Regions from separate parts of the Mus musculus genome. Here regions 1, 2 and 3 are each linked to region 4. The links are chromatin contacts, called in public HiChIP or PLAC-seq and promoter capture Hi-C maps. All regions are on one chromosome and are shown on one strand. The core of a region is the stretch at or near the end of the contact, and the rest is flanking DNA. Distances in the headings are between cores, read along the strand shown. Region 1 holds the start of Slc39a10 (solute carrier family 39 (zinc transporter), member 10). Region 2 overlaps Gulp1 (GULP, engulfment adaptor PTB domain containing 1). Region 3 has its middle 69 kb from the start of Slc39a10. Region 4 holds the start of Wdr75 (WD repeat domain 75).

Region 1 (4,798 bases), core at 1,034-3,533, 1.1 Mb before region 4:
GATTTTTTTTTTTTAGAAATCATTTATTATTACTAATCTTGATTCATGAAAAGAACAACTGGGTTTGAAAGGTCTGATTTCTTAGAATCTCTCCTGCCCTTTGTAGATTTCATTACCACCATAACTGTGTTGTGGATGGTGAGCACTTTCTCAAAATTAGAAGGGAAGCTGGGCCTCTGTCCTGGGCTTCCTTTAGTGACAGTTAAAGTTCAAGGTGGGGTGTGATTTGTATGCCCATTGTTATATTTGGCTCTTTCCTAATCCTTGGAAGAACTAAAAGATTCATTGGATTCACTATATTGCCTCATAGAAGTAAAACGGTTACCTTTAAATTTCAGATACAGATACATGAAATAATACCGTGACTGAAGCTTTTAGCACTTTAGTTGCCACAATCTGAAATTCTCGAAAATCTTGAAAGGACTGTGAGAGATTGAGGAGTATGGAGGAATCCCATTAACAGCTGTAGCTACTAACTGCTCTCCATGGTCATACTTCAGTGTTTAACCAAGTATTTAGATGTACCTGTGCAAACCAGGTGAACATTGGTTTTGTAAACAAATAGCCCCAAATCACTGCTCGAAACTTGACTCAAGGGCTCTAACTTATTTGAAAAATGTTTATAAATATATATATATATATATATATATATATATATATATATATATATATATATATTGACAATGTGTTTAATCAAATAATTAGAAGCCTTAAAATACCATGGCAAATTGGATATTTTAATGCTTTGTACCCAAAGGATCTACTGGTAAACTCTATACAACTTAAGTCATTACTTTTTGTGTAATCCCCAGCTTAATTCATGGGTCTGAGGACTGTGGTCACTCTGCTATCTTCTTCCACTAATGTTGAGGCCTGAGGACTTATCAGAATGTCTTCCTTTGACAGCAGAGAAAGAGGAGTAGAAGAAGCTCACTGTGGTTTTAGCCACTCATTAAGCACTCGAAAGATGTTCCGTGTACAGGTAGAAAACAAAAGGCAAAACAGCTTCTTTCATGGAGTTCAAGTCAGCGAGACAGGCCACGTAGCCATACCGAATAGGTTTGGCTTTCTATGCCCCTCCTCGGTTCTCTCAGGCAAGTTACTTATTTCCTATGACTTTATTTCCTGGGTAGTCATTCTTCAGTCTGTTAGGAATATTAAATTAATACACACGCAAAGCATGCTGGAGGTACCTGATACATAAAGCTGGCAATTACTACTGCTCAGAGTTATATGCACTCTGTTCATCCATAAAGCAAGGCCAGAATTCACTTTCACTAGTAAATACGCTCAGCTTGAATACAGAAACACAGGCATCTGGGCAGAATACAAATAAGCCTAGACATGAATTAAGAGTCAGGAAGCAGAGTAATGAATAATGAAGCAAAGAGTTTGCCGAGCCTCCTTTTAAGAAAATTGTGGGTTGTTAGTTGCTTAAGAGGGGAGGAGGCCATTGAGAATGGCGGTGTGAGCAAAGGGATCCAAGAACAGGCAGGATATAAGCATGAATGCACCGGTGTTGCTGGGCGGATGGGGGGGGGGGGGCTTGCCTTTGGGTGTAAAACTGTTCCAGTAAGAGAAGGTGGTGGGAAGTCCTTGGATGGGTACCCAAAGCTACCAGAACTACGTGACATTTTTAAACTCAACTCCTTTCTGTTTGGGAAGTCCCACTGTAAGTGCTCTTTAAATGGGGGTGCGGTGGGGGGAGTTATGCAAAACACTTTGCACATAGCACTAAAGTTTAGTTTTGCCCAGAGACTGGCACGGTCGCTGGGACAGAGGGGGCGGAGTTAATTTAATATAGATGTCTAACCCGTGTACAGATCAGCAATCCTAATTGATCACTCCGAAACTTCGGCCTAGGACGCTCGTTCTCCAGGCTTCTACGTCTCATCCGCTAGCCCAAGGCCTCAGCAACCGACGTGCGAGGCCAGGCGAGGCGACCAAGGCCGTTCCACGCATGCGTTAAAAGCCGCCCCAACTCCCCCCAATCCCCGAGGAGTCCTTTCTCAGAACAAAACTAGCGCGGAGCTACAGAGCTCCGCAATTTGCGTAGATCTAATTTCTTCCAGTTGCCGCCAGTCGGTGTAGCTCCCGCCGGTGCCGCCGCTCTCCTACGCCAGGCGCGTCCGCGAAGTGAATGGCTGAACGCTGCCGGTGCGCCGCCGGCGTAGCGCCGATCAGGCCGAGGTGCGGCTGCGCAGGGCGCCCGAGCGGGCCGGGTGCGCCGCCGGCGTAGCGCTGAGGCGGCCAGGGTGCGGCTGCGCAGGGAGCCGGAGCAGGCTGAGTGCGCCGTCGGCGTAGAGCGCCGGCTCTCGCGCTAGGCTCCGCGACGCAGATAGCGCAGGCGGCTTTGGAGAATACACGACTGGGTGCAGCCGGGGTTTGGTACCGAGCGGAGAGGAGATGCACACGGCACTCGAGTGTGAGGTAACTATAAAACCCCGATTTGTTTACATTCCCTCCCCCAGAACCGGCCCCGTGCGCGGCGGAGCCTGGGAGTCCCGGGACGGCTGGGGAGGCTGGGCGGCCGGGTTGGGGCTGGCACCGGGGCCTCTGGGTTGGGACGCGTGTGTTCGCAGCTGCTGCAGGCGGTGGCGGCGAGCAGGAGAGCGGCGCGTGAGGCTGGGGCCAGCCGAGTGTGCCGCGTCGGCGGTGGGGGACCCGCGCCCCACGGCCTGCTGCGGGGCCGCGGAGCGGGCAGCGCCGGTTGAGGGCTGCGCGGGCTTCCCGCGGCCGCCGTACGGGGGACCCGGGACCCGAGGCAGGTCCCAGGGGCTCGTCTGCGGGGGGTAACGGACGGCGGCCGCTCAGCTCCGGGCCAACCGAAAAGGCTCGGTGGGGCGCGCGGGAACTGCGTGTGGCGCAGCCCACGGGTCCCGGAGCCGGGTTGTGGGGCGACCGTGGTGCGGCCGCGGGCTTTGTTCCCGGCCACCGGGGTGTAGGGTGGCGTGGGCGCGGTTGGGAGCGGAGGGAAGTGGCCGGCCCACCGCGGGGTCCGCATCCGCTCCACGCTTCGCTCCTCCCTTGGGGGGGGGGGGGTCTTCGGAACTCTCCAGCCTGGCGAGGCGTCGGGTGGCGTGACGTGGAAGGGCTTCCTGCGGCTTCTGAGAAGACGCGTTCACGTGGGAGCCTGTCCACATGGGCCGAGTTTAAGGAGCTGGGCACGTGGAAGAAATCTCACCGCAGGACGCCCCGCCACCGATTTGGAAGGGTCCTTCACCCCAGTGTCTGCTCCAAGTGACACAAAGCATGAGTTAAAAGACAGTACAACCCACCGTCTCCTAGAAACTTATTTATGTCTCCGTTAAGTGCGGTAACTAGCGGGTGACAGGTTTCTTGTATGTTTTCTTTTTGGATGTGTATCTAATGGTAATTAAGAAAAAGTAATACAAGAGCTGGAGGCTTAGAATTGTTAACAGTGCTATTGGGAAGCCTAAACAAAGCAGAACTTCTGTGTACAGAGTAATGTTAGGATTCCCGTAATCTACAAGTATTTGAGTACCTTGTGAGTCATTTCTCCTGGACCTTGGGAGTCCATCCCACACACCCCTCTTCCTATGTGCATTGGACATTACAGTAGGATGAAAGACACATCAGTGATAAAGTGATAAATGCTGTGAAGGAAATAAAATGTGCTGGTGGGCATTTTTAGCATTTGGTGTTTTCTAGAATAAGGGTCTTGGATTGTGACTATAGATTATTAAGGGTACATAAAGTTACATTGAAAGAGTTAATGGGAAACTATTTGGCTTTGATGGAGTAAGCCATACTTGAATAAAGCATTAAATATCAACGGTACTGGCCTGCCTAATAATGACTAACTTCAAACTAGCAAGAACTAAAAATTATACTTAAAGGATTTAAGTGTTTTGTATTACTGTAATTTTGGCCTGTATTCAGGAAGTTACATCCTCACCGAAAAGTAACTGAATTTCAGTGGTTTTAATCTCTCCCCAAATTGACAAAACTGAATTCTATCAACTAAGCGTGGTTAGGAACCCATGCGCAAGAATGAATGGTTTTGGTGCTACTTTAAAAGAGGTGGCAAAGACGATTTCTCAGGTGATACCTGAAGGCACAGATCTATAAACCCAGCTACTTTGGGAGCAGGGGTGGGAGGAGACTGAGGAAGGAAGCTGGCAAGTTAGAGTCCTGGAGCTTGTCTTAAAAGTTAAGTAAAAGAGCTGAGTGGTAGGAAACTTGCCCAGGGTTTGCACAAATCTACACTTAATTGTTAGTACTGCAAATAATGTATGCCTGTATGGATATGTATCATGAGCTATGCAGGTGAATACCCTTTATCTGAAATGTTCAGGACCAGAAGTGTTTTCAGCTTTTGTTTGTGAATTAGGAGATATTTGGATATATTAAATAATGGAGTGTTTCTTGGGCTAGGGCCCAATTCTGAACATAAATTGAACTTTTACTTTGTATAAGCCAGGGTACTTACACTGAAGGACATTTTACAACCTTTTTTCTAAAGTTAGAGTTTGCCTGAGACCTGTCCAGACAAAGTTGGAGCATGTTAGTTCCCAGAACATTGTAAATTCCGTAGCATTTCAGATTTCATTACAAGGTGCTACCTGGATTAGGTCTTCCTTTTACAGCCTCTAGTCCCCTGAGATAGCTTGTAAACTACCACCCTCATCCCACTTTTTTGTCCAGACTTTTGTTTTTTCTTGATGCTTTCCCTATGTAGCTCTTGTGTGTCTGGAACTCAGGATCCACTTTCCTCAGTCCTTGGAGTCACCTTTGGCTCTGCCAGATTTTCAACCCTGGTTTGAATTACTTTGAG
Region 2 (5,234 bases), core at 1,046-3,545, 1.2 Mb after region 4:
CCCACCAAAGCAAACTAGTCCCAATCTAACTGCACAATGTCAAAGAGAATTAAATATGAGAGACACCTGAGCAAACTGCCAACAGGACATAGAATTCCCCAACATCAAGGAGTTCACATCACATTACAAAGTGTCACCAATTCTCGATAGTCAAGATATTTTCAAAGCAACTGTAGTAATAAAATGCAATCCTGAAATAAACACAGGAAGCACTGACATTTGACTAATCCTCAGGCTGTTTCCTACCCTCTTTGCTACTGACTATTTCATCTAGAATAACTTTGATATATCTTCTTAATCCCTAAAGCTTACTAATACATGAGCAACATCACTTGTTGAGTTCAGTTTTCTGAGCCCTGCACCAGGTTCTATGGATAAGGTAAGCCTTCTGGAATCATTAGGAGAAATGAACAGTACATTCTTTGGGTCTGTCATTCTCAATGTCTCTATAAAAACATAAAGGTAATATTAAATTCACAAAAACACTAGTATAATATATCCTCTCTCCGATCTAAAATTCACAGTCATCACTATACAGAATATAGTATGTACACTGTCTATAAGAAGCACTTGATCAGAGGCCAACTTTAGTCTTTCATCTTGTGTGATGTAAATAAAGACATGTAACAAATTAGAGATCAGGAAATTGATCCAATCTCAAGCTGAAGGAGAAAGTTCAGTTCGATGATATTTGAAGTAGTGGGTGATAGGTTTGTGTGGGACCATGAAAGGCAGCCTATTTTCTGGTCGTGCTAGGTTTAAACCCTGGAGACCCAGCAGGTGTTCCTGCAAGGAATGGAAGGCCCATTTGCCATGTTGCCAGTCACTAGGCTCCTGATACAAGGCCCCAGCTCCATAATTCTGTGGCCATCAGTCACGTAGAACAATGTGTTAAGTCCCTGGTATTCTGTCTGGACTCCACCCCCACAGTTACCTGGCAATAGCCTGGTAGGCCCGGTCCACTATAAAAGGAGCCGTTTGCCCCCTCCTCCCTCTCTTACTCCTGCTTGCTTCTCTCTTCCCTCTTGCTCCTCCTCTCTCCACATTCCCTTCTCCCCTCTTCATGTGGCCATGGCCGATCTCTACTTCTCTACATTTTCTTCTGTCTTTCTCTACCTCTTCTACCCTCTTGGGTCCCCTTCCTGTCATGACAATACACACCTTAAAACCATGGGCTGTCTCTTCTCATCAGGATCCACCTTGCTGGAGCAATGGAGCAGGTCTTCCTCTAAAGAGCTGAGTCTAATCTCACACAGACATCCAGGAGGCATCTGCGGTAATCAAGAGCCTGAGAACCTGTCAAAGCTGACTTCCATGCAGGCTTGGGGACCCCAAGCCAATTCTGGCAGGTCTGTTGAGACCTCAGACTGTGCTTTCCCACCCCTGGAGCAGGGTCCTGCGGCTTCTCACAGCCTGATGCTTGCAAGGTGGCTTGCAGTCAAACTTTCCATGTCTCACCTCACCCAGTGGCCCTTTGGGCCAGTCTTAGGGGGCTCACTTTTTAACCCACAGGTTTACATGCATGTCTTTGCTTTCTTTTATAAAATAAATCAAGTTGAATATATACAACACAAAGTCAAACTGGTAGGGAAGTGGATATAAATGTGTAAAGACACGGAAATGGTGGGTAATATGATAAACATACAATGTACATATGGTATTCTCAAAAAAAATTTAAACATGTCTTTCTTACATGCATCCAACTTAAATAATATTTATCCATAAAGAACACTGTTACTAACAAAGCTCCAAATGTTTAACTACAAATGTTATCATAATTATGTTAGCATTGTTTTAAATGTTAGGAGATTTTCATTCTCTTTCCAAAATAATCTAGAGGCAAAAAAGCAAAAACATAATTGGGTTCATTTCTCCATATACAATAAACATACTATACTGATTATATATCTTAATGTGTGCATCCTGTAGTGTTTTATGGCAAACTTGGATGTCTATTAGCCATGAGTATCACTAAACTAACGAGTTTACAACACATATTTCCAAACTTAATGGTACTTGAAGAAAGCTTAATTTTATTTAATATCTTTTATCCAAAATATTGTGTAATTATATGTAGAGAGCCGAGTGTGGCACTAGTGGAGACAGAGTGACATGGCTCCTCCCCTTGTTACAGGTCCCTGGTGTAAGCCTCCACAAGTATTGATGGCAACTGTGGACATAAGGCTTGTTTGTGTTGTAATGTACATGTATTTTGAACCCATAGTATTAGAGGACTCTTACCTTCTGAGTAATAGCCTCCCTGTTGATGTTAATGACTCCATGCTAATTAGAAACAGCAGGTGTCCAGGAGTCCAGAGTGTGCTGTCTCAGGAAAATGGTGAACACTAGGCCCTTCAGGACAGCCTTTAAGGGTATGGGGAAAAGCTCTAAATACATGAGTTCAAAAATATATAATTTTTAAATATGTAAAAGGATAAGGATACAATATAAATTATGACAGGCTTCATGAATCTAAAGGAACAGAGGTAGCTACACTATGATCCAGCTTGTCAGAAAGATACATAAAGAAAGGCAGATACAAATGCAGATGAATTCCTAAATTCAGGGTCAGCCTAGGACAAAGCAAGCTTAGGCCCAGGCCTCTTTGGAATGCTAATTTCAGGACACAGTGGGAACCCAGCTACCTTATCCTCTGTGTTTAACAGAGGCAGAAGGATCTCTGAATTCTTTTGCAAAGTTAAGAAAAAAATGTGTGTTTGCTGTTTCCTAAGAACTAAGGAACTGGGGTCACTGGATGCTGCTGCTTAGAATAATCAAAAGGAAGCCTGAAGTAAATGACTGCTTCTTCTCATCGGAATCCACCTTGCTGAAGTAAATGACTGGGTTGATAAGTAAAACAAAAGATTAGACCTGTGTTCTTCAGGAGATGAACCATCCAGAAATATTTTTAGGATACTCACTAATAAGTGGATATTGGCCAAAAATGTTGAGAATACACAGGATACAATCCATAGAACTCAAGAAGGTTAACAAGCTGAAGGGCTCAAGTAAGGATGCTCAATTCCACTTGGGAAGAAGAAGAAAGCAGTCACTGGTGGGGGTGGAGAGGGAGGGAAGGATCTGGGTGGGAAAGGGGACAGGAAGTGGAAGAGGGGAACATAATCATGTATTGGGGGAGGGACAGTACTGAAGCCCTGAGGGCCAGCAGAAAGAATGGAAACAGGCAACCTGGAGAGGTAGGAGTTGGGGGGACCCTCCAGATTGTAGCAGACACCTGGGAGGTGAGAGAATCTCAGGAATCAAAGGGAGGGACCTTGGATGAAATGTCCTACAGTGGGGAGAGGGAGTCCACCTCCAGTAGAAAGACAGGGCATCAAGTGGAGGGATGTGGCTGCCATCCCACAGTCAAAAACTCTGACCCAGCATTGTTCCTGTCTGAAAGAACTGCAGGGTCAAAAATGGAGAAGAGCCTAAGGAAAAGGATGTCCAGTGACAGGCCCAAATTGGGATCCAGCACTGTAATTATTTCAATACTAACAGTACTAACTCCTCCCTCCCCAGGTTGATATTCTGTTCCTTTAGGTATAGCAATGAAAGAAATTGAAACCTGGCATTTAACATCTTCTTTTTATCTGAAGATACAATAGATTAACAACTGATAATCAACACTTGCATAAATATATTTTTGACCCATATAAGTACTGAACAACACCCTCAACATACTATATTCAAAACATATATTGTAGCAATCATTAAATGCTCCTAGCTAGGAAAACTATACTTAACTCTAATTAGTCTATGACTTGGTAAATAGCTGTATGTTTGGACAGGTAATTTCACGATATTAGTTATAAGATCTCTGAAGGATAAGTTTGACAAACAGCTGCTATAGTTTATCATGTGTTTCTCAGATGTTTCATGAGAAATCCTACATTAAATTTTCACTTCCTGCCCTCTAGAATATTTCTAAAGAAAGAATCTACAAACCTACTTTAGTTAATAAGACCCAGAATTCTTTTCAGTTGATGCTACTTAATTCTTTAAGTAAAACAAATAAAACTTCTGTCCAAATTTTAATTAAAGCCACTGATTTCACCCATTGTCTTTTTTTTAACCTCCTTGGGAGTATTTATATTATTATACTATACAATAGTTCCTAGTAGTTTGTCTCAATTAAATGCTATAAGACCAACAGAAGGAGGAAAAGCTGTGTGAAATGCCTAATATTACAGTAGAGTGTCCACAGAAGTTACTCAGTCGATTGAATGTTTTAGTCACGAGTCCCTCTGTCACTAACATGTCATGTACCTTTAAATAGAAGTCTTAACATCTCAATAATCTTAACCACAAACTCTGGGTAGTAATAACCTATATAGCACATGTAGGTATGTGCCTCAATGCCATGCCCAGTACAAAGTATCAAGAAGTAGTAGTAACAGTAGCAGCAGCAGCAGCAGCAGCAGCAGCAGTAGTAGTAGTAGTAGTAGTAGCAGTAGTAGTAGTAGTAGTAGCAGTAGTAGTAGTATTCCCTCAATAATACCTCTTTGGTATATGGAGCAGTGTTGTTATGAATAAAAATAATAATTCCTAGTAGAGCATGTTATCAACTGGAAAAAAAGAGTGATGCATTCCCTAACAGCAAAACATCTTTAAAAACTGGCTAATCACAGATTCTTTATGTATTGTTAAGGCTATTTATTGTCAACAATAAAATATAAAACTTGATTTTGTTTGGCTTTTAAAGACTGCAATTACTCCTCATCAGACACTTGTGTGCACGTGAGCACAGGAGACAGGCAATTACTACTCTGATAAGCATTGGTGGCATTAGTGGAATTTTCAGGTGGTTTCAGCAATCTGGAGACTCTGCAGTTGGGTTTAAGGCAACCTCCATCTTATAAAATGTGGATTTAACACTACTCTGGATCAGGGATAGCATCTTAAACAACAAATGGCTTATTAAATGGTACTCGAACAGGACAAAAAAGACACACATTATTTCTGTTTCAGTGTCAAGGATAGAGTAAAATTTTAGTCCATGTGACTCACTCCGACGGGAACATTAAATCATGGTTCTCCATAGGAATAAGGGCACAATAAATCTACTAGAGAACATTCATAAAGCAGAAATGACCCTATTCACATTGCTGTGATGACTTTGCACTATAAATTCCAAAAAGCAGGAATAAGGTCTCATAGTTCTTTTCATGTAACATCAAGCACAGTGACACATTCAATATATTCAAGTAATATTGAGGTTACTGCTATTACCA
Region 3 (4,655 bases), core at 2,142-4,641, 1.1 Mb before region 4:
TGCAGTGTTCCTTGACAGCAGTAACTAAATTGGCAGAATAACAGATCTGAATTATTTTTCAGCATTTTTTTTTATAGAATTGCAAGAATCTAAATCTGACCCTGAGACTCAGAACATAGCTTAGTAGAAGACTCTGGACTCTGGGTTCAGTCTCTAGCAGCACACACACACACACACACACACACACACACACACACACACACACGCACATATCAATAAATAATTCTTTTTTATGGAATTTCTTTTTTATGGAATTTATAGGTTTGGCTCTGTGAAATTTGTTTCTTGTTTGAGATTTTTCTCCTCAATGTATTTTCCTAGACCATAATTCAACAATTAATTGATTCTTCATTTAAGTTTTATTGTCCAAGTCTTGAATACAAACATTTACTTAGAGACCTTACAGACTGTGTGTGTGGCGCAGGGGAGGTGGTGGTGGTGGTAACACTGAGAATTGTGAACACATTGAATCAATGCTTCTGACTCTGAGAAATAAAGCTCAATACATCTAGGATGTCCATATGATAAGCAAGTATATGCACATATATTCAAATGCAGGTATACAAACATACACATACATATAAACATGGATAGGCCATGTGCATGTAATAGTATAAAAATGATCAACTAATGTTTTCATAAACATGAACTTTATTAAGGAATATGACAGTTATAAATAAAACTAATGTAAATGTATATTTATGAAAAGTTTTATTTTCTTGCAGATATGACATTAGTTTGGCCATTTTAATTTGTTGTATTCCCTTAGCCTTTATAATATTAAGTTTATAATACTAAATATTATACTCTAATATCTGTATTATCAATATGGCAGAAGCCTTTGAAAATCATAATTAGAACTTAAGACCTGAAAATCTGTAGTTAATAACTGATTAAAATGTACTATATGAAGTGAGGTTAACAAAATTAAAGACAGGTATATAGACAACGATACACATAAATTGATAGCTGGATTATGGATAACATCTAATAAAGTATTCCATACTAAATAGTTACCTAAAATTTTTAATATTAGGGCTGGGCATGTAGTTCAATAGTAGAATGGCTGTTTACCATTTGTAGAGGCATGGTTTCAACCCTCAGTGCTACTTTAAATTAAATTAAAAATTTTAAACTATGATATCAATCAATTTTCATGTAATATCTGAAGAGATGTTTTAATTTGCCTTTCAATTTCTGCTATGTTCATTCATCTACTCTTACAAGCATTAATTGATTTACTGGGAATTCAGTACTGGAAATGCAAGACAAATAGCATACTAAATTTGTGCCCAGAAAACTGTTAATCTATATTTTTTCAACATTTTTGAAGTGCATTTCACAGCCACAGAGAGGAGGGGGAGGAAGGGCAAAGATAGGAGAGAGATGAACTTCAGTAGTAGATGGTGATACAAGCTGCATGGCTTAGGGTCTCTCCCTCTGGCAGTCTCAGGCCATCATTGTACCCTTATATAAAACTGGATAAAAGTGATTTTATGTGAAAGAGATTTTTAAACTGTAAAATACTTTTTTTTTAATAGAATAGAGTTTATTTAGAGCATGGCGAGGGGAGTTAAGAGAGTAATAGCGGCAGAGAGAAAGGCAGAGAGAAGGGGAGAATAGAGAAGTAGAGGCCTGCCATGACCACGTGGAGAGAGGGGGGAAAGGAATGGGAAGAGAGGGGATATAAGAGAAAACAAGAGCATAAGAGGTAAAATACTTTTTAAATGTTTTTTTTAATCTTATAAATGTTTCCTGTGAGAATATCATTGTCTGTCTAAATAGAAATTTGACTCTATAACCATGTGTTTCTTTAAATTTTTTATTTCAAAATTCCAACAGTATGAATAAAACAAATAAATTTTCACCTGCCAGTGGTGGCGCACTCCTTTAATCCTAGCACTCGGGAGGCAGAGCCAGGCAGATTTCTGAGTTCGAGGCCAGCGTGGTCTACAAAGTGAGTTCCAGGACAGCCAGGGCTACACAGAGAAACCCTGTCTTGAAAATAAATAAATAAAATTTCAGCATACCTTGTCAAACAGGAAGTGGGCAGGTGCACCCTGTTCTTAGAAAGAGGCAGTGGTAGCTAACGTAGAAGCCCTATAATTGCATCAGTTTCAGATATAGACTGTGACCACTCCCTCTTCTGCTCTGTTAATTCCCACTGGAGTTTTTCTCGGTTTGTTTCTTTCTATAATTAAAAAACACAATTTCAAGCAAATTTTGTTTTACTGGTTCAATGTTTCTATGAAACGCCCATTTTCCCTTAAGGCCAGTCATATCAAAAGCTGCAAAGATCAGCAAGGAGTTATTCTCTCTTCCACAGACTGGAACAGAAATCTTTATAGGGAACAGTTAGCAGGATGTGTTGAGTTTAAAGGATCACAAAGAAGATCCACAAAAGTTTCTCTGGAACAAGCCCTCAGCTGGAGCTGAGTGTATGCAGAGCAGCATCTTACCTTGCTGTCTATTTTGTGGGGACTTTGCCTTCCACTGTATTACTACATTGTGTTTGTAGTATGCTCACACTTTAGGGTAAAAACAACTACCAACTGTCAATCTATATTGTCCCTCAGTATATTGATATAGTTCGACCTGAAACAGTATATTCCAGCAAGAGATGAGAAGATTAAATTCATTCTACTTGCAAAAAGCTGCCTAAACTTATTTTAAATGAGGAGTCATTCTATAATATTTGCCATCAAACATGTGCTAAGGAAACCTTGGAAGAATAGGAGAAAAGGTCAAAACAATGTTTAGTGTATTATTTCTTTCTTGAATTTACCTTCATTTTTCAGTCTGAAGACTTTTTTCTTTTTTTTTAAATGCCCTTCCAAGGCAACAGAATTATAAAAATGATTTGTGAGAGCTTGCTCAAAGAAGCCAAGGAAATGAAATTATGCTTCAGGAAGTTCAATCGCCATACCACCTGAACTTTTCAGGGTGATGTGCACCGTGAAAGCAGATTGTCCACTCTCAGCAGGGGACAGACAGAACTTCCCCCAAACAGGTAGAGATTTGAACAGAAATTATTTGAGGAAAAAATGTACTGAGTCTTCTCTCTAAAGATAAGGTGACATTTCATCGGGCTTGGTCATCTTTTATGATCACAGATGCTCAACTATCTAAAATCAGCTAAATGTTCTTCTCTTCTAAAATGGCTAAGTGTATTTCCTTTAAGCTGTACTTTAAAACAAAAACAAACTTTACCCCTTTGAAGAAACTGCAGGAAGCTTTAAGGTCCCACCCAAAGTTCCTGCAGGCAAAATGGCCTCCTGGGGAAGAAGCTTCCAGGTGTTCTAAAGAAAGGAGCTTTCATGTCCCTGCACAGTAACAATGGCACTTCCTGTTTTGACCTCTAGCTATACTGAGGCTGCCCAGGAAGCAGTCTATGGACTTCTGCTTTTTACACAGTAAACCATTTCCCTCTTTGTGTGTATAGAGTTCAAATAGAGATGGCCTACTGCAGTGGGTTTTCCCAAGGACATGTAAATTAACCTACTGAAATCTCACAAAAGGTTCAATTATTTATGCTAACCTAGCCTCTGGCATGGATGCCAATAGAATGTACCACTCTGTGGTGGTTTGAGGTTCCTTGCTGTTCTCCATGCCCCATGTTTTATTAGAGCTTTAACATCCTCAGTGCATTAAGACTCAGTGATTCCTCCCTTCTGTGTAAATTCTTCCTTTTCTCTTCTTTTTCCTTTCATTGTAGTCATTTATATATGTTTTTAAATAAAGTTTTCTTAGTTGATGCTGGCCTCAACATCCCTCCTCTATATATGCCAATAGGCCCTGCTAACTATGTTCTGTTAAAAAATAAATAAATTATATATATATATATAATCAAAAGTTAGGCTAGAGGAGAAGGAAGAAAGAAGGAAAAAATAATAGAAAAATGAATGAAAAGAACTTCCATTAAAAAATTTATAACCTAGTTATTAGAATCAATAGGAAAATAATTTAACTTTCCTGTCAAAAGTCATAAAGTTTTCTTCTTAAATATAAATGCACATATTATTAGAAATGTATTTAATTTAAAATAAGTCTACACAGGTATAAATGTTTCATATGGCTGCTTCATTTAAACTATTTCAGTAATTGGGATAAATACAATAAAAGCAAAATCCTTTACGTGTTATAATTATTGTTGTTACTAATTGCATATGTGAGACTTACTTTAAAAATGTAAAGCCCATTTGTTTTAGATGTACATTCCAAATTGTTATCCAGGCCAAATGATATTAAAGGACAGAACATCACTACAACAGAAGATGAGCCAAACACCCAAAAAGCACAGGATCTCTGGAGCCACGCACCTAATAGCAACTTGTAAGACTAGAATCTCGCAACAGAATAAGCAGATGTTTGAGGATATCAGTAGGAGAACGTCAAGAACCAAAAACAATCAGGAAAGAGGGCTTTTAGCAGAATGCATTCTGGGATGGAATAAGCTTTAGGTGCTGACGTCTTTCTGACACAATCATGATTAAGATTTTTGATTAGTAGTCCTAAAAATGTAAGTATCTGATAGAACAATGAGTGAGGGTCTAAAGTAATATCCTCCTTCTGTGGCTGTTAATTCCTGGAAAAAATAAAATAAAGTCGGATCAGAGGAGACAGCAACCAAACATTTTCACTCCTACTGTGACATA
Region 4 (5,015 bases), core at 2,462-4,961:
TGGCCCAGTGGTTAAGAGCACTGACTGCTCTTCCAGAGGTCCTGAGTTCAATTCCCAGCAACCACATGGTGGCTCACAACCATCTGTAATGGGATCTGATGCCCTCTTCTGGTGTGTCTGAAGACAGCTACAGTATACTCACATACATGAAATAAATAAATCTTAAAACTTTAAAGAAAAAAAAAAGAATTGTATATTCAAGTATATATATATATATGTGTGTGTGTGTGTGTGTGTGTGTGTGTGTGTGTGTCTGTGTGTGTTGTCAACCATATGAGGATATGAGACGAGGATATGAGATGTTCTACTAATGCAGAAAAGACTATGAGATGACACAGCATTATTCTTCAAACAACCCAATTCTCCCTCGCTAACTGGAGACATCAGCTCACAAATGCCGAATAAAAGGTTGTGCTCTCAATGGTGAGGTCCAGGTCACTCCTGTATACATATCCATCTTCTAATTGATGAAGTACTAATTTTGCCTATATCATCTTACGGTTGTGGCTTTTCCCCACAAACCTGATGCTCCTTCATTATCAAAGTGGTTACATTCATAACAGAACTTACCTAAGAAAAGCTCAGAAAAGAATTTTGCTCTGTGTCAACCATATTTCACTTTTCTCACCGTGGAAGGTTCAGGTCACTGAGAACCCAGTCAGACTATTCTCTGTGCTGCCAAAGCACCCTGCACATGACTTAATCCTAAGAAATACAATGCCGACCAGGGTTGCTACAGCCTGTCTTATTAAATCAATGATACTGGGTTGCTTATCTGTGCACACCTTTGAAGCCAGAATGTGGTTCACAACTGACGGTATGCCTAAGATACATTGGCTCTATGTGTAATAAGCTCAAGAAAGCAATCACTGCAAAGCACCTGCAGTGTTTGGTAGTCTTCATGACTAGACCCAGGATCCTGAGTACTTTAGTTAAGAGGCTAAAAATCTGTAGCCTGGACCATTCCTAAGGAGTTCTTAGCTTCCATGAGTGGTTAACACAGTTGGGTTTCATATTCATACTATGTTAACTTTGCAAAACTTGACTTTAACTCACCTCAAATAAGATTAAAAAACAAAAAAATAAACAACAAACAAACAAAACAGAGGTTTATTTTATTATTATTTTTGACTAAACAGTAAAACACATTTCTCTAAGTTGGGCCTGATGACACAGGCCGGTAACTTAACCTTCTTATGAACTGCTGAGGCAGGAGATCACAGGCTTTCTGGACTACATAGCAAGTTTAAAACCAACCTGAGCAACTCAGTGAGACCCCTCCCCAATGAAAATAAACAAAAGAGTGGGTGCCCACAAAGGGTGGAACAGGTGCTGGGAAGCAGGTCTCAGTGGTAGAGTGCTTGTCTGGTATGTGCAAGGTCCAATCGTCACAACATTAAGTGAAAACAAAAACAAAGCAAGTCAACCTACCCTTTTGGATACTACTGTGTACCTATAAGGGAGGCCATTCATAGAACAACCAATAGACAACCTTCTCGGCTTAGCCTAATGTGGGTGTTTAAAGGAAAATGGAATGGTCCCCACAGGCTCAGAAGTCTGAAGGTTTTGGCCCCAAGTGGAGCAATCATTCCTGAAGGATTAGAGGCAGACCCTCGTTGGAAGAGTTGTGCCACTGGGGGCAGGCCTGAAGGCTTCAAAAGCCTAATCCATTTTCAGCTGTCTACACAGGGATGTCTCCTGTACTGCTCCAGCATCATGCCTGCCACACCTCCCCCCACCCCACCCCCCCCAGGCCCCAATCATGCTCTCCACTGCGATGATCATGGATTCTAACCTCTGCAATTGTGAACCTCAAATTAAACATTTTGTTTTATAAGTTCCTTTGGTCCCAGTATTTTCTAATGGCAATAGAAAAGCATATAACAACAGATAGTAGCCCTCTGCAATTTTCATCTTTCTCACTATGACGTAACAAAGTCTTAAAAGCACCTAGGCTTTCAAACATCTACACTGACTTCTCTATTCCTCACTACACAGTCAAATTTCTTGTTTTGATTTTGTCAGCTCAGCTAGTTAAAGATCAAACCATTGACCAAAGCTTTAAAAAAAAATCCTATCAGACTTGGAAAATGATATGGACCAAACACCTCATTTAACAGACAAGGTGAGGCAATGTTCAATGCAGGGTAAAAATGAGTATAAGGATGAATTTGAAGGGGCAGAACTGTGACAACTCCGCTATGTCCATTTTATCCCTTTAATTCATAAAACAATGTCAACAAAACCCCGTATACTGGTAAGTATACTGGCAGGGTATTGCGGGAGAGTACACCTTCCACAAATACTATAAATACCTTTCTAAAATAGGGGTATTTACTATTTGCAGTTCACAGTTGCAGAGGGTAGAATCCATGACCATCACAGTGGAGCCCATGATGGGTGTGTGTGTGTGTGTGTGTGTGTGTGTGTGAGAGAGAGAGAGAGAGAGAGAGAGAGAGAGAGAGGGAGAGAGAGAGAGAGAGAGAGAGAAAGAGAGAGAGAGCTGGAGCAGTACAGGAGACATCCCTGTGCAGAGAGCTGATAATGGATTAGGCTTTTGAACCTTTCAAGCCTGCCCCATTGGCACACCTCCTCCAAGGAGGGTCTGCTTCCTAATCCTTCAGGAATAATTGCTCCTCTTGGGGATCAAGCATTCAAACAACTGAGCCTAAGTATCTCTACATTCAGAGTGCTCTGAAAAACTAGCCCTACTACACACCTCTTCTAGATGATACAACGTGGCAGCAACAATGCCAGCTGACAAGCAGCGAACTGAAAGCCACTATTGTAAAAGTTGTGTGCATATAGACACTTTCTCCTACAGATCTAACATCTGTTTTTATGTAAAACTCAAAAAAAAAAAAAAGGAAAAAAGGAGCCTGGTAATTATGATGTTTTTCTGCGGGAAAAAGGCTGAATCATTAATGATTTTGAAGTCCAAAACGTTCCACACGTGAACATTAGTCTGCATGGTCAGACCGGTGCACATACGGAGAGAGTGACCATTTTCCAACCGAGCGGCTCCTAGTCCCTTGTAGACACCTGACCTGCCCCTGTAACCGCCAACCTTCCCGCAGGTGGAGTCCTGGGTGCAAGGCACACAGACACAGCAGCAAAGCCGGGCGGCTCCGGGGAGCTCCGGGTCGGTCCATGCGCTGCGCGGCGCCGCGGACTCCAGCCTCGCAGTCCGACCGTGGGCCGCGCCGCGCCGGGCACTCCCCTCCCCGGCCCGCGGTGCCCGGAGCCCTGTTGACCCGCAGCCTACTGCATACTTGGAATCCACGGAGAACACGGCCCTCCTGAAGTTCAGCCGGCTGCCGCCGCAGCGAACCACGCGGACTCCCTCTTCTACCATCTTCACGCAGGCGCAGGAAGCACCGAGCACCGGCCGGATTACGAACTTCCTTCATAGGCCGACTGGCCTGGCCCTACTCTTCCGCCCGCGGCCCGCCTGGGCCTCTCTAGCCTGGAGACTCTATGGTCGGCTCCACGCCTACGCCGCCATCTTTAGTTTGGGCAGGGTCAAATTAAAACCCTTGTAGAAGGAGTAAAGCCCAACAGCCACGCACAAAGTTAAATCATACCAGATGCCGCTACAGCTATTCGATACAGAAGAGAGTTTTCTCTTCGGCCTCTTTTACCGGACTCTAAAGGTTCCGCCAGAAGCGGAAGTGAACATCCTTTCTCCTACTGAAGCCGTTGCCTTTTCTGTCACTGTGATTGAGCGACAGCAAGATGACGCAGTCACCCTACTCCTATCCCACCCCCCTCCGTTGCCTTTTTTTGGGAGGGGGCGGGGTTCAAAGAGCGTCTTCTTGCAATGGTAACTGAAGTGGGGCGCTTTAGCTCTTTATGGCGGTTCTATGAGCATCGCTAAGTTCCTGTAGCATCTACGCCACACTTGCCAATGCAGTTTCGACTCCAGAATAAAAGTACACCTTGGTGTCAGGGCTCCTGCAGTGATGTCCGGTTTGCTCCAGTTGTTCAGTTCCTGTTGTTCAGAAGCCCTGACTTCTGAGGATGTTGATTCTTTTTTTTTTTTTTTTTTAGGTATTTATTTCAGTTACATTTCCAATGCTATCCCAAAAGTCCCCCACACGCTCCCCCACCCACTCCCCCACCCTCCCACTCCCACTTCTTGGCCCTGCCGTTCCCCTGTACTGAGGCAGATAAAGTTTGCGTGTCCAATGGGCCTCTCTTTCCACTGATGGCCGACTAGGCCATCTTCTGATACATATGCAGCTAGAGCTCCGGGAGGTACTGGTTAGTTCATATTGTTGTTCCACCTATAGGGTTGCAGATCCCTTTAGCTCCTTGGTTACTTTCTCTAGCTCCTCCATTGGGGGCCCTGTGATCCATCCAGTAGCTGACTGTGAGCATCCACTTCTGAGGATGTTGATTCTTAACACTTTGTGTTTTGTATTCGAGGTTGCTGCATATCTGTGTTGAACCGTTCGTTTGTCAATATTTTCCATTGTGCTGGCTCTTAACGACCCCTAAGGAAGGGCATCTGATATCTTAACCCTAACAGGAGCAGATTCTTGATACATTTGAAATTCACCATAACTTTATGCTGATTCATAGCAGGAAAAATATAATCCTAAGGGTCAAAACATCTATAGATCTTTAGGCAGGAGAGAGAGAGAGAGAGAGAGAGAGAGAGAGAGAGAGAGAGAGAGAGAGAGAGAGACGATTAGTTTTTGTTGGGTTCATAGTTTGGGGAGACAGAGCTAGACAGGAAGATACTGATTCTGTTTTTATCTCAAATTTAAAGAGTTTCTTTTTCATAATTATGGTATGCTTTTTCATAGTGGAAGAACATAGTGAGCTTAACCCCCCATCCCACCCTAGACTCTTGATGTCTAAGTAATACATCCTTTAAACTTGGAAACTTTGAGATCGGATATATGCTTATTATATTCTGAGACAATGAAGAAAATAAATGATCAAACTAGTTTTTACTTCAGTTGTTTTACTGTTTGGTGAACTTCGTTTAAATTAAGAAAGAATGAGGC

The links. Promoter capture Hi-C pulls out the DNA fragments that hold promoters and counts their contacts. HiChIP or PLAC-seq counts read pairs in DNA pulled down with a chosen protein or histone mark.
Region 1: a promoter capture Hi-C map of pre-B cells shows a contact between it and region 4. The contact joins the promoter of Slc39a10 here to the promoter of Wdr75 in region 4. A contact is called at or near these places in 3 of 39 promoter capture datasets (the C10 cell line, the HPC-7 cell line and pre-B cells), 7 of 484 Hi-C or Micro-C datasets (CD4 T cells, the N1E-115 cell line, Th1 cells and 3 more), 3 of 115 datasets of contacts at active chromatin or transcription factors (the 230-238 cell line, astrocytes and thymic regulatory T cells) and 2 of 9 other capture datasets (adipose tissue and liver).
Region 2: a contact with region 4 is called in an H3K27ac HiChIP or PLAC-seq map of epiblast stem cells, with 15 times the contacts expected there. The contact joins the enhancer-like site here to the promoter of Wdr75 in region 4. A contact is called at or near these places in 5 of 39 promoter capture datasets (the 3T3-L1 cell line, 3T3-L1-derived adipocytes, cranial neural crest and 2 more) and 2 of 115 datasets of contacts at active chromatin or transcription factors (embryonic stem cells and epiblast stem cells).
Region 3: a contact with region 4 is called in a promoter capture Hi-C map of pre-B cells. The contact joins the enhancer-like site here to the promoter of Wdr75 in region 4. A contact is called at or near these places in 4 of 39 promoter capture datasets (the C10 cell line, the HPC-7 cell line and pre-B cells) and 3 of 9 other capture datasets (adipose tissue, liver and pancreatic islet).

What each region holds. Positions count from the first base shown.
Region 1 is chr1:46,851,103-46,855,900 of GRCm38.p6, reverse strand. Slc39a10 (solute carrier family 39 (zinc transporter), member 10) reads left to right here and starts at 2,283. Exons shown (of 10, transcript NM_172653.3): 1 at 2,283-2,430.
Region 2 is chr1:44,610,887-44,616,120 of GRCm38.p6, reverse strand. All of the region lies in intron 1 of Gulp1 (GULP, engulfment adaptor PTB domain containing 1), which reads right to left. Among named protein-coding and RNA genes, the nearest start is that of Gulp1, 62 kb to the right of the region's middle. Within about 2 kb of position 2,295, at least 10 of the 459 cell types and tissues checked have an H3K27ac peak or open chromatin away from gene starts, as enhancers often do. A contact at or near this core is called in embryonic stem cells and epiblast stem cells, where this site is marked.
Region 3 is chr1:46,920,522-46,925,176 of GRCm38.p6, reverse strand. It overlaps a transcript of Slc39a10 not described here. Among named protein-coding and RNA genes, the nearest start is that of Slc39a10, 69 kb to the right of the region's middle. Within about 2 kb of position 3,391, at least 60 of the 459 cell types and tissues checked have an H3K27ac peak or open chromatin away from gene starts, as enhancers often do. A contact at or near this core is called in the HPC-7 cell line, adipose tissue and pre-B cells, where this site is marked.
Region 4 is chr1:45,793,862-45,798,876 of GRCm38.p6, reverse strand. Wdr75 (WD repeat domain 75) reads right to left here and starts at 3,711. Exons shown (of 21, transcript NM_028599.3): 1 at 3,273-3,711. The coding sequence starts at 3,355.